2 separate regions of the Rattus norvegicus genome follow, and region 2 is linked to region 1. The links are chromatin contacts, called in public Hi-C maps. All regions are on one chromosome and are shown on one strand. The core of a region is the stretch at or near the end of the contact, and the rest is flanking DNA. Distances in the headings are between cores, read along the strand shown. Region 1 has its middle 40 kb from the start of Eif1a. Region 2 holds the start of LOC102547034 (40S ribosomal protein S23-like).

Region 1 (6,194 bases), core at 1,909-4,408:
TAGGTGGGAGTACAGTTTGGCTGGTATTTGGTTCAGAGTGATATGCTGATTTTATGGATATTCTTGGGGTAGAGAATGGATGCAGAGATTCTCTGGGCAAGGACAGTAGCTAGGCAGTATTCTGCAGGCTCTGCAGTTGGTTAGGCCCCCTGCCACCACCTAATAACCCCAACATACCACTTAGGATCCTTCCATGTGAAGCTCTAAGTTCTGTGCAGAACTCCCATTACCTGGGTGCCTTGGGGTTTCTATTACTGCACCAACATCATGACCAAGAAGCAAGTTGGGAGGAACAGGTTTATTCAGTTTACACTTCCACATTGCTATTCATCACCAAAGAAGTCAGGATTGGAACTCAAGCAGATTAGGAAGCAGGAGCTGATGCAGAGGCCATGGAGGGATGTTTCTTACTGGTTTGCTTCCCCTGGCTTGCTCAGCTTGCTCTCTTATAGAACCCAAGACTACCAAACCAGGGATGACTCTACCCACAAGGGGTCCTCCTCCCTTGATCACTAATTGAGGAAATGCCTTAGAGCTGGATCTCATGGAGGCATTTCCTCAACTGAGGCTCCTTTCTGTGATAACTCCAGCTTGTGTCTAGTCGACACACAAAGTGAACCTGTACACTGTGCTTGTACATTCAGCCTCTGTAACTCCTGGCACTCTGTAAGATCACAACAATATAGACAATTGTCAGAAACAAGGCCCAAACAAGGAGAGGTCCCTGAAGTGCTGTGCAAGTTCATCCAGCATGTGTCACTGGAGGGGCTGCAAAGACTTGTCTTCTCCTATTCCAATCCCATCCCATTTCCAAGAAACTTTCCCTTAGACTATCTACAGATTACAAGTTCTATTGTAGGACTTCTCTGATGTGAGGTATAGGTTCCCGCAGTCCACATAAATCATACTGTAGTTTCACATCCTCACATCTAGATTCCCCTATCTATGAAATTATAATGCCTATCTTATAGTATACATGAAATGAGTTAATGTATGTAGACTATGTAAATAGAATTTGCATATCAGTGTATGCAATTATCGTTGACTTTGGGCTTTGTAGTCTTATTTATTATTATGGCATAGACAATGAGCTGGCCTTCAGAAATACAGAGATGGCTATATAAAGATCCTTGGTCCACTTCTACTTACCTGGAAGTTACATTCCAAATGGAGAAATTAGGCCAGGAAGTGTGATTCGGGGCTAGCGAGCAGACATTCGAGAGCCACATGGAGAATGAAAAAGTATATTTTAGGTAAAGGCTAAAGGGGTGGGGATGTGGGGTCACAAAGAGAATGGGCCTGATAGCAGCCTCTGTCTCAGGAAGCCAACTGGCTTGAAAGAGAAGGGACACTCTACCTGTCACATGACAGTTAAAGGATTCTGCCAGCTACTGAAATGAAAGTAAACTGTATTTACAGTCACCAGAAGCAGCAAATGCATTCATAATGTTTATTTATGGCTTCAGGCAGACTGCAACTCATTGAGAAGTCAGCTCTGACGGCTCTTCTTTCAGGAGGCTGGTGGGAACTCTAAGGGACAAACGATCCTCCATGCTGGGTAGGAGCAGAGTGCTGTAAATACAGTCTGGTCCCTGCTCTCCTGGAACAGTGTTCCTTTTTGTGAACAGGACAGAGCAAAGATTTCTGGGAGCAAAACAAGAAATAGGATTTTCCTGCCCTGTATGGAGCAGTTGTTTAAAATTCTTGGAGAGCGGCCTAGACTTCCAAACAAAGATGCCATTCAGAATTAAAGTCTGGGAGTTTCTTCATTAAGATCTTGTTCAAGATAAAGGTGACATGAGCTTGGGGCTTCGCTTGTCTTGTGGTAGGGTGGGTGGTGATGTGTTTTATATGTGGTTCAACTCACAATTCCTTCTCACCTCTGAGAATGACGTCAGCAAATGACAAACTAGTCACCATGCCTTTGCTAATAATAAATCATTGAACAATAGTTCACAAAGTGAGGCAAGGAGTGGATAATTGTTCAGAGAGACAGCAGAATTCATCACACAGTGGCTTGTGTGGAAGGGACATCTGGATATCTGAAATAATGTGCTACCGACAGAATTCCAACTAAAAAGACCAAGAAATGCTCAAACACTGTGCCTAAAGCAATGACTAATTTATCCTCCAAGCCCTTTTTCTAGCTAATCTTATTTTTTGTTTCTCTGGCTTGAAAGGACACAGAATTCTCTCCCCTGCTTCAGCCGAGCTCCTTCTTCTGCTGAGTCTTATCAGCAAATGTTTTCCAAGTGATTGTGGAAGTGTTAAATTCCTGCCTAGGCCTAATCCAGTCTTTCTGTCATTGGTTGGTATTGTCCTTTAAGGTTTGAGACCTCTATGTGTGATGCATAAGCCTGAGTCAAGTTTCTCTTCAGTTCTTGGAATCATTTCTGAGGCATCACCATGGAGTAGGCAAGCCTTGTGGAAGCTGAGTCTCAGCATTTATTACTCTGAATAGGTTTGACTTTCCTCGAATTTAAATACTTAAAAGAACAATATCTCTTACCTCTAAAATAATACAAATATTTAATTAAGATAATGTGATTGCCTCATGTTGGTTTCTGTTCAGTTTGTAGTAAAGTATCCCATAGTTGTCAACTATTCATATCCTGATTTGATTGGAAGGCAGGCAAAGGGAGGGGCCGTTTCTACAAGAGGTGATAGCAGAGGGATGCAGACTGGTTTCTTTAACTCACACTCTCTCAAAGACTTAATATTGGCTGTTGACCAGTTATGCTAATGGCTTTTACAGAAACAATATATCTGTTCCTCCCTTCGATGTCTAGTATTCAGTGTTTCTAGGACACATTATAGAAGGCAGAACAGTGGCTCATCAATGAGGCAACTGCCCAAGTCTGCATAGCGTGTGAATATCTACTTTATGTGGAAAAAGGGACTTCAAAAATCTAAATATGATTCACTTTCCCTGGATTATTTGGCAAATCCCTGTTTAGCAGAATGGACCTTTAGTAGTGGAAGAAAGAGTCAGGGCAAGATAGGAAAGAGGAAAGATTCAGTATTCTAAAGAAACTGGGATTGACCATGAAGGCAGAGGGAAGTGGCCGTGAGCCAAAAAATGCTGGCAGCCTCTGTGGTCTGTGTAAGGCCCTCAGCCAGTAACTGACAGGGAACTGGGAACCTCAGCCTAACAGCTGCACGGATCTGGAACCTACCAACAAGCTGTGTGAGCAAGGACCGTGCTCCAGAATATGATCCACAGAAAACAAAGCCTTAATTTCATTCACTCACTTTCCAAATGTTCACGAAGCAACTATAATTAGGAAGGTTCCAATCCAAGGTCACGGACAACACCCACTTTGAGCTCTCAAAGTATTTATAGAAAGATGATGGGAGAATCGGGAAAAGGGTTCAGACTCTCAAAACAACGTGTTCTTCCTTAATTCTCTGAACTACTCAACCTCTCCTCTTGCCTACTATTTCAAAACAGTTAGTCACAGTGGAGGTGTGTAATGTTTTGCCAACTCATTGGCATGGATCTAGTGCAAGCAAACTAGAGAAAGACTGTTTTCCCATTCTTGGTCTCTGTGTAGAGAGAGCTCATGGCTCTGACTCCCTTCCTGTGGGGCTTTAGTCATTTCATAAGCAACCCCCCAATTGAGTCTGCTGCTCCCCAGTAACATAGTGACATCATTTTCCCTCAGAGGTGTGCCTCAGAATTTTCTGGAAGGCTTATTTAAAAACAGACTACTGGACTAATCTCAGAAGGTCTGATTTAGTCGATGTGGGTTGTAGACTGAGAGGGCATTTCTTACAAAATCCCAGATAATGCCTGCAGTCCACAGCATGCACTCTGAATGTATTTGGCATATTGTTTCTGAGTTATTGATAAATAAGGCTGGTGAAGCCACGACAGTTAGAAGGAGACAGAGCTCAGAGAAAATATGTCACATGCTTAAATAATTGGTATTACACTTTTGGATGTCTGAGCTCTGAGAGTCCTATCCTCAGATCCTGTCTATATTTAAAAAAATATTTTGGGGCTGGAGAGATGGCTCAGCAGTTAAGAGCACCGACTGCTCTTCCTGAGGTCCTGAGTTCAAATCCCAGCAACCACATGGTGGCTCACAACCATCTGTAATGAGATCTGATGCCCTCTTCTGGTGTGTCTGAAGACAGCTACAGTGTACTCATATAATAAATAAATAAATAAATAAATAAATAAATAAATAAATAAATAAATATTTTATGTGTTTAATTCTTTTTAATGTATGTATGTGTGTGTACCTTCATGAGTATTGGCACCAAGTGCATGTAGGAGCCCATTGAGGTCTGAAGAGGCCATCAGATCTCTTGGAACTAGTGTTACAAGTAGTTCCAAACTGTCGTGTGGGTCCTAGGAACTCTTAACCGATGAACCATCTCTCCAGCCACCACCTATGCCCGCCCCTAATGTCTTCCTTATATTCCTATGACAACCCTGAATGCCCTGCAACTTGCTACAAACGCAGGCCAGTGAGAAAGATGATATATATGGGGATTGAAAAGATGGCTCTATGATTAGAGCATTGGGTTCTCTTCCAGAAGACTTGAGTGGATTCCTAGCATCCACTTGGTGGTTCACAAATCACCTATACTCAAGCTCTAGGAGAATCAACACTCTCCTTTGGCCTCCTAAGCTCTAGACAGACACATGGTTCACAGGCAAGATACCTATATACATTAAAATAAATTTAAGAAAGAAGGAGAGAGAGGGAGAAACAGATAGACAGACAGGCAGGCAGGCAGGCAGGCAGACAGACAGACAGGATTTTGGGGCATAAGCGGTGCTTTCTCAGACTCGAAGTCCAGACAGAGTGGCCTGATGTCTTTGCCATAGCGTCCTCATAGCCAAAGCACATTTTCAAAGCACTGAAATTTCTCCTTATGCAACTTGGCAGGAGCACAGAGCATGTGTCCAGCTGAGGGACAAGCAAAGGCATTACACAATGTGCTCTAGGGACACTGGGAACCTCACATGATTTTACAGCCTCTCCCCACGCCCGGCCTCGGTCAATCTCCCTTCACCAAATTCTGTTGTCCTTTATTTCCCAGCTGCCATCCTGCTGAGGATTTAAGGTCACAAAGCGTTCTGGGATTTATTAACAGACAACTGCTAAGGACTCAGTGCCCAGTCTCCAGGCACTGTCCTTTCAAGGATCTCTGATTTGAGTGACAAAAGCCAGAATTCCACACGAGTAACCTTGAACTTCTACGCCGAGTCCTTGTGAATGTTTCGTCTGTGTGACTGACTATATTGACTTAAGTTTATAAGATTCAGAGAGGTAAAAATGTAATTTTGTCTATTGTTTGGAAAACTCCAGCTGAAATTCTAATGTGTTTTTCCTCCTCTGTCAGAGCTAAGGGTCCTAAGTGAAAACCCTGCTTACATCTACTTGCCAGCACATCTGTTAGAACCTACTTCTATAGAAGACCAGCTTAAACGACTTACATGTTCTGAGATTCAGTCCATTATCATCAAGACAGGAAGCATGGCAGCATCCAGGCAGGCATGGCACAGAGGGAGATGAGAGTTCTACATCTTGTTTCAAAGGCAAACAGGAAAAGACTGACTTCCAGGAAGCCTTCTTTTGAGGAAGGTCTCAAAGCCCACCCTAACAGTAACACATTTCCCGCAACAAGGCCACACCTATTCCAAGGCCACACCTCCTAATAGGGCCACTCCCTGTGACCATCATTCAAACACATGAGTCTATGAAGGTCATTCTTTTTCAAACCATCAAACTATGATTAATAAATATCTGAAAATAAGAACAGAAATATGTTAATAATATTTAATGTAATTAATTGAAAAGCAGACGTATCATTTTTATTCCCATGCTGCAAAATTGGCAATAAAATAACTCATCTGTTTAGTTGAGTTGCTAATTAAACTATGTATGTATGAATATACATACTCTGTTTTGACATATCATTTTAGCATCATTCCTTTTATAGAGCCTGTAGCAAATCTTTAGCATATTAGGGAAGCTTCCTGTGGAGCTCCACAAAGCAACATCATAATGATTTTATTATATAGTATTTGAAGCCTAGAGCTGAAAAAAAGAAGAGTCAAAAAGATAATTGACAAAGCTGTTTAGTAGCAATAATATTTAAATGTAAAACATTTATGTGTATAGACACAAAAGCAACTCAAGCCTCAACTATAAATAAATAACTATTATTTAAGTCCA
Region 2 (6,194 bases), core at 1,886-4,385, 74 kb before region 1:
TTAATAAATATTTTTTAAAAAGACCCTAAGACTTGTTGAACTTCTACATTTGAATGAAAGATTATTAAACGGGAAATGAGAGGTAAGACTGGGCACAATAGGGGTGCTTGGAATTCCAGCACTTATGGGACAGGCAGGAGGACCAGGAGGTTAAAGTCATCAGCTACACTGGGAGGTCACAGCCTGGGTTACAAGAGAGCCCTGTTTATAATAATAATAATAATAATAATAATAATAATAATAATAATAATAATAATAATAAATGATACTTTGTAATACTTATTTTTCCTAGTTCTTACCCCAGCAGTCAGATTCAAACTGGAATATGTTTGCTTTTTTAGGTATACTCGAAACCTTGTGGATCAAGGAAATGGGAAGTTTAATCTGATGATTCTGTGCTGGGGTGAAGGGCATGGCAGGTAATGCAACAATTCCCCCCTTCCACACTTCCTTTGGAGATTCCTCCTACTCTCAAGTACTGTCCTTAGATAAATCTGTTTAGACAGGCATGGTGGCACATACCTTTAATCCTAGCATAAGAGGCAGAGGCAGATGAATGTCTGTGAGTTTGGGGTAGCTATAAAAAGCCTTATTTATGTCACTACCATGAAGTCACATTTTGGTGTGTACTCTATGAAGTGAATATGTGATTGTGATACAAGGTTATACACACTCTTATTTTGCATATTTTCTAACTTCTCCAACTGTTAACTGCTTTTATAATGTGTTTTTAAATGGTTACCTGATAATCTCAAGGTTCAGTTAGTCTAAGTTATGGTATATACAGTGAGTTCTAGGACAGCAAGGGCTATGTACCGAGACTCTGTCTCAAAAGTAAATAAATAAATATTTAAAAATAAATCTATGTCTTGCATTGCTAGGAATCAAATGTCTCTGTATACTAAGTGAGCACTCTGCCTTCTAATGCTCAGCTGCACCCCAGCCCCATGCAAGGTATTTCTTATAGTGTCTGGCCCAACATCTGAACAGTCAGTAGTGCTGGGCTAATCACCAACTTTAAAAAGATGAGCCATTCACGTTTTAGAACTCTTTCCTTACGTTTTCCCCTAATCTCAGCATGGAGTGGGGATGGAAGCTGGGGTTTCAGGCATGCGCTATGTACATTAAAACCAGACCCCCAAGGCCAGCAAGATGGCTCAGTGGGTAAACGTGTTTGCTACCAAGAATAATGAGTCTGTTCAGAATCCACACAAGTTGAAGGAGAGAACCAACTTTCACAAGAGAAAGAACACACACACACACACACACACACACACACACACTCAAACACATACACACTAAATAAATAAATGTAAAAAATAAAAACAGAAACAAGCCCCTTTCCCAAACAAGTAACATTTCAAAGGAAGAAAATGCTCACCTTAATTTAACTTCTCTGTCTACTATGGAGTTAAAGGGTTTTAGGAACGGTGTTTAACCCTGACCTTTGTAGTGTGAGGTGTGTCAACAACTGTGGGACCAAAGACCAAACCGGCAAGATTTAGAGGTAGAAAAACATGTCAGAAATTCAGAAAAAGGCTTTCTACTTCTAGTTAACTGTTTAACTTCTTTACCAAGAAGGGAATTTAAACTAACACAAAAGCACTGACATTCACTTCCTTGTCTTTAGCTTGTACATTTGTCAGCCTGTTACCAACAGTAATTTTTAAACGGGACTTGATCAGGTTTTATTCAAAAAGTAACCCAGATCCATTTTTGATGAGAGAAGAAAAAATGCAAAATTACAAGGCTTTAGGGTGTTAGATCTAAAGGGAGCAGATGCTGACGTGAACACTTGGTGAAATGGTACCCCACAGCAGTCATTCATTCAATAATCTTTAAAAACAGATTAGCAAGGCTGGGGTTAGACCATAAGGACTCAGGAAACAGTTCTTCTTATGGTATATTTACACATCAGCAGAATTCAAAATGATGTCAATCCTAAAACATTGTATACATGTATGTATTTTAACATCCTTGCAGCTGTTAGGACTTCATATTCCTAAATAATGTTTGCCCTAAGATCACATGAGCAAATTCCTTTTTACTTAATAGACAGTTTGCTTTCTCCCACCGGTACAGAGGTCACCACAGGTAGGTTACTCCAACTCTGTAAAATGTTAATACGAAGAACACCTCATGGCATCATTTCAGGATAAGTACGTATATGCCCACACATACATTCTCCCTCACACACAACGAAGAAAGAACACCTATGGGGAAAACATGAAATATTCAATGATTCCAAGGTGGTCAATTGTTATAGATAAGTTACTTTGTTCTTCTAAAAATTTCTCTACTGAACCTTTCCCTAGGTGTGTATGTCTGTGTGTCTGTCTGTCTGTGTCTCCATGTGTCTCTGTGTGTGATGCCAGAGATAAATCCAAGACCTCACATACTATGAGAACAGCCTTCTGCTCCTAATATTCTTTCATCATCAAACTCTAGCTCAGCTTAAATGAGTTATTAAAAACTGTGTTTTTTTTCTGGGCATAGTGTCACACCTAAAATCCCAGCAAACCTGTAGTCCTGCCCTCTAATGCAGGAAGATCATGAATTATAGGCCAGTCCTAGCTACATAATGAAGCTGTGTCTCAAAGACAACTGTGAATGTGAATTAAAAAAATACCAAACTAAAAATGAACCAACAAAAAATTGTATTAGGGAAAAACAATAAAAGGAAAGGTTCCTGAGTTTGTGCTTTGTCACCATGTTACTGTGACAGCACTTTTGAAACATGAACTGCCCTTTAGTGGAAGTTTACATCAAAACTGTAAGTTACATACTTTGATATAGATGATGTGTTGTTATTGTGCCCAGAACAATAATGCTGAATTAGAAATTGATAGATTACCAACACAGCATCTGAAATGAATTAGGTCCAGAGATGATCTTGACATTGTATCCCTTTAAGCTCAATCAATGAGCTACTAGACCAACCACTGAGTTTATCTGTCATTTTTGCATATATAGCAGTATTCACGATCACACGGACTCCCACTGCTTTTTGAAGCTGCTGCAAGGAAATCTAAAGGAGACATTGTTTGACTGGCCTGACAAGAAATCCAACGAGATGATCAAGAAGTCTGAAAGAACTTTGAGGGAAAATCAGTGTGCCTACATTAATGGTAATATTCTATACTTTGTCTATGAGGGTATTAGAAAAACTGAATTCTAGCTATGCATGTTGATGGAAAATGGCCTAAATGCAATGGGTTCTAAGGCTTTAAAGCAGGATTGGGCTCATTCATTCAAAACATGTGCATAAAGATTACCGTTCACTGGAAAGTCATCTATCTGCCAAGCTTAGAACAGAGAAAGAGGGCTATGAGTTATGTAAAAGAGTTGTGTCTAATTAGGGAACATACATACAGTGCATTCATATTTGAAAACGCAACATGTTCTGGAAGTGATTAAGAGCATTAGCTAGTGCCTTAAAAAAAACTGCATACAGCATGCCCAAAAAGACTTTTCTCAAGGGAAATTTTGCAATATATATTGTTGGGCAGTGACTTAAAGATAGCTTACCAAGAATTTGTTCTTTCCCCTACATGACATCTGGAATAGCCCCAAATGCTTCCCAGGAGAGGTAGTGGATTTACTTCTATTTCTAAAGAGGATCATAACTTTCCAAAGATTCATGAAAGCATATGAGATTTATAATATTTATTCTCAGCCATATATGAGACTGCCAGTACATATGAAGATTAAATAACTTCTCTGGAGTCACTCGGGTTTTAAACTTGAATCCAAGCAGTTTGAGTCCAAACACATGCTTTTAATCAGGACACAGTCCTGCTTATATAAAATAAAATATTACAGTCCTTCTCTGGCAAGCACAATGCTTCCTTCATATATCTTAAGTCTAGAATTGGCCTTGCTACTTGGCTTAAACTCGTTAGATTATTAGTTTAGGAATGCAGATTGCTTACAGAGTCCGACTAGATGGTAAACATTTTCTCTTCTGTTCACATCACACAAAGCTGTGGTTTCCCCCGTAGACGTTTTCCTTTGTTTTCTCAAATACTTGAGGGACACAGCACCGTTATGAGAACAGACGTGTCACCTGTACCAAAGCCAAAGGCGTCTTAGAATAATCACTTTCAGTTGGAATCAGAGTCTTTGAGAATGTACATTGGATATGAGAAAGGGCTTTGTCCGGGTCTTCAGTGCAGAATACTGTGGCAGGCAATCATGTGAATGGAAGGAGGGAGCTGCTGATTTGGGATTAAGGCACTCTCATACAGGCAAAGGGGAGTAGGGGGAGGGCAGATGTGGGGTGGGGAGTTGGTGGAGGGGTAATCAGGAAATGGGATATCATTTGAGATGTAAATGAATGGAATGATTATTAAAAAAAAAAAAAAAGCTTAGGTAAGGACCTGATGCATACTTAAAGGACAGCAGTGTTACTAACCCAGTGAGGTTGTCCTGATTCTTTTTCTCTAGGTGTTCTGGTTTTTAATGTTAGTTTTTGCTAGTCAGTAAGATATGAGGTGAGCTATATTGAATATTTTTGTAGACTAATTACTCCTCAAATATATTAAAAGCTACAAGTTTCCAACCTCTGGTTTTTATAGATCAGGGGTGGGCATGGATATGACCAGTCCAGGGAAGGGTACAGTTCTTGCAGAGAATGGAACCTTGAGGAAATGGGGGAAGGGAGACTAGGAGGTGAGTCAAGTGGAAAGGAAGGAGGATGGGGTTGAGCAGTAGTTACGAGGAGACTATAAACAAAGTCAAGACATGGACAGGTGAGCTCTCCCCCACCAGCAGTACTGTAATTCAGAATGTCTTTACCCGTTTGGTAGCACCCTACAGCCTAGGGTGGAGGTGAGAGGTGAGTTGGAACAGAGGCCCAGGAGCCTGCTTCAAGTGGGAGAAGGTCAGCAGGACTTGACTGACTGACCTTAATAAAAGTCACCAAGAAAGTTGCGGTAACCGGGTGTACCAGGCACATGAAAATAAGAGACAGCATCTACAATGCTCAGAGTCGGAACAGGGAGGATCATGCATGAGCTCTGGACTCTTCTAAAGAATAAGTGACTAGATCTAGTTGTGCACCAACAGGTACTAGATCATCTTGGTTTTATTAGTACAAAGCGTTGGTATGCCATGTAATTCCAGTACTCAAAGGGCTGACACAGGAGGTGTTTTGCAAGTCTGAAGCAAGCCCGGGCTACATAATGATTTCAGTGTCACCCTAGGAGACACAGAGAAATCCTGTCTCAAAAAAAGGAACATTGAGCCTTTCTCTCAGGCCCGTGGCACTGGCAAGATGGGCAAGTGTCGTGGTCTCCATACTGCCTGGAAGCTCTGCAGTCACCGACGGGACCAGAAGTGGCATGCTAAACAGTACAAGAAAGCTCACTTGGGCACAGCCTTGAAGGCCAATCCGTTTGGGGGTGCCTCTCATACAAAGAGAATTGTGCTGGAAAAAGTAGGGGTTGAAGCCAAAAAGTCAAATTCTGCTATCAGAAAGTGTGTCAGAGTGCAGCTCATTAAGAACAGCAAGAAGATCACAGCACTCGGGCCCAGTGAGGGATGCTTGAACTTCAGTGAGGAAAATGATGAAGTTCTGGTTGCTGGATTTAGTGGGAAAGGCCCTACTGTGGGTGCTATTCCTGGAGTCTGCTTTAAGGTTGTTAGTTAGCCAATGTGTCTCCTTTGGCTCTGTACAAAGGCAAGAAGGAAAGACCAAGATCATAAAATTTGACAATGGAAACACAATAATAAATTTTCATATTCTAAAAAAAAAAAAGGAACATTGAACATAGCCTAGAGTGCATGTCTTTGATCTCAGCACTCCAGAGGTAGAGGCAGGTAGATCTCTGTCACTTTGAGGCCAGCCTGGTCTACAAAGTGAGTTCCATGACAGCAGGACCATGCCATGAAAAACTGTTTTAAGAGGGGAAAAGGGGATGGGGAGGAGGGGAAGAACATGGCTTGCTTGGATTTTTATCTTCCTGGAAATAGTTCTCTCAGACTGGCTATCTCTAGGCCAGGCTCACAGTCAAGCTACGAGGCCCCTTGATGTCATCCAAGCCTCCTCTTTACTTTTTCCTGTGGTGGAACTTATTTCCTGGACTCATACTTTGTTCATTCTTCCTTCACACCCTTGTTTGGTAAGTGTATCTTCTGATGTCTTTTCATGAAAGGAGGCATAGGAGGTCAATTCTTGAGACTAAAGACAACAA

What was found. Hi-C and Micro-C count contacts between places; a contact is called where the count stands out from the background.
Region 2: a contact with region 1 is called in a Hi-C map of liver, with 6 times the contacts expected there. The contact joins the promoter of LOC102547034 here to the enhancer-like site in region 1. A contact is called at or near these places in 5 of 12 Hi-C or Micro-C datasets (hepatocytes, kidney and liver) and 1 of 1 datasets of contacts at active chromatin or transcription factors (oligodendrocytes).

The regions. Positions count from the first base shown.
Region 1 is chr18:41,549,190-41,555,383 of GRCr8, reverse strand. No RefSeq gene overlaps it. Among named protein-coding and RNA genes, the nearest start is that of Eif1a, 40 kb to the right of the region's middle. Within about 2 kb of position 3,158, at least 55 of the 93 cell types and tissues checked have an H3K27ac peak or open chromatin away from gene starts, as enhancers often do. A contact at or near this core is called in hepatocytes and liver, where this site is marked.
Region 2 is chr18:41,623,324-41,629,517 of GRCr8, reverse strand. LOC102547034 (40S ribosomal protein S23-like) reads left to right here and starts at 3,135. Exons shown (of 1, transcript XM_039097345.2): 1 at 3,135-6,194. The coding sequence starts at 5,276. The coding sequence ends at 5,650. Cdo1 (cysteine dioxygenase type 1) reads left to right here. Exons shown (of 5, transcript NM_052809.2): 2 at 342-419; 3 at 2,974-3,128.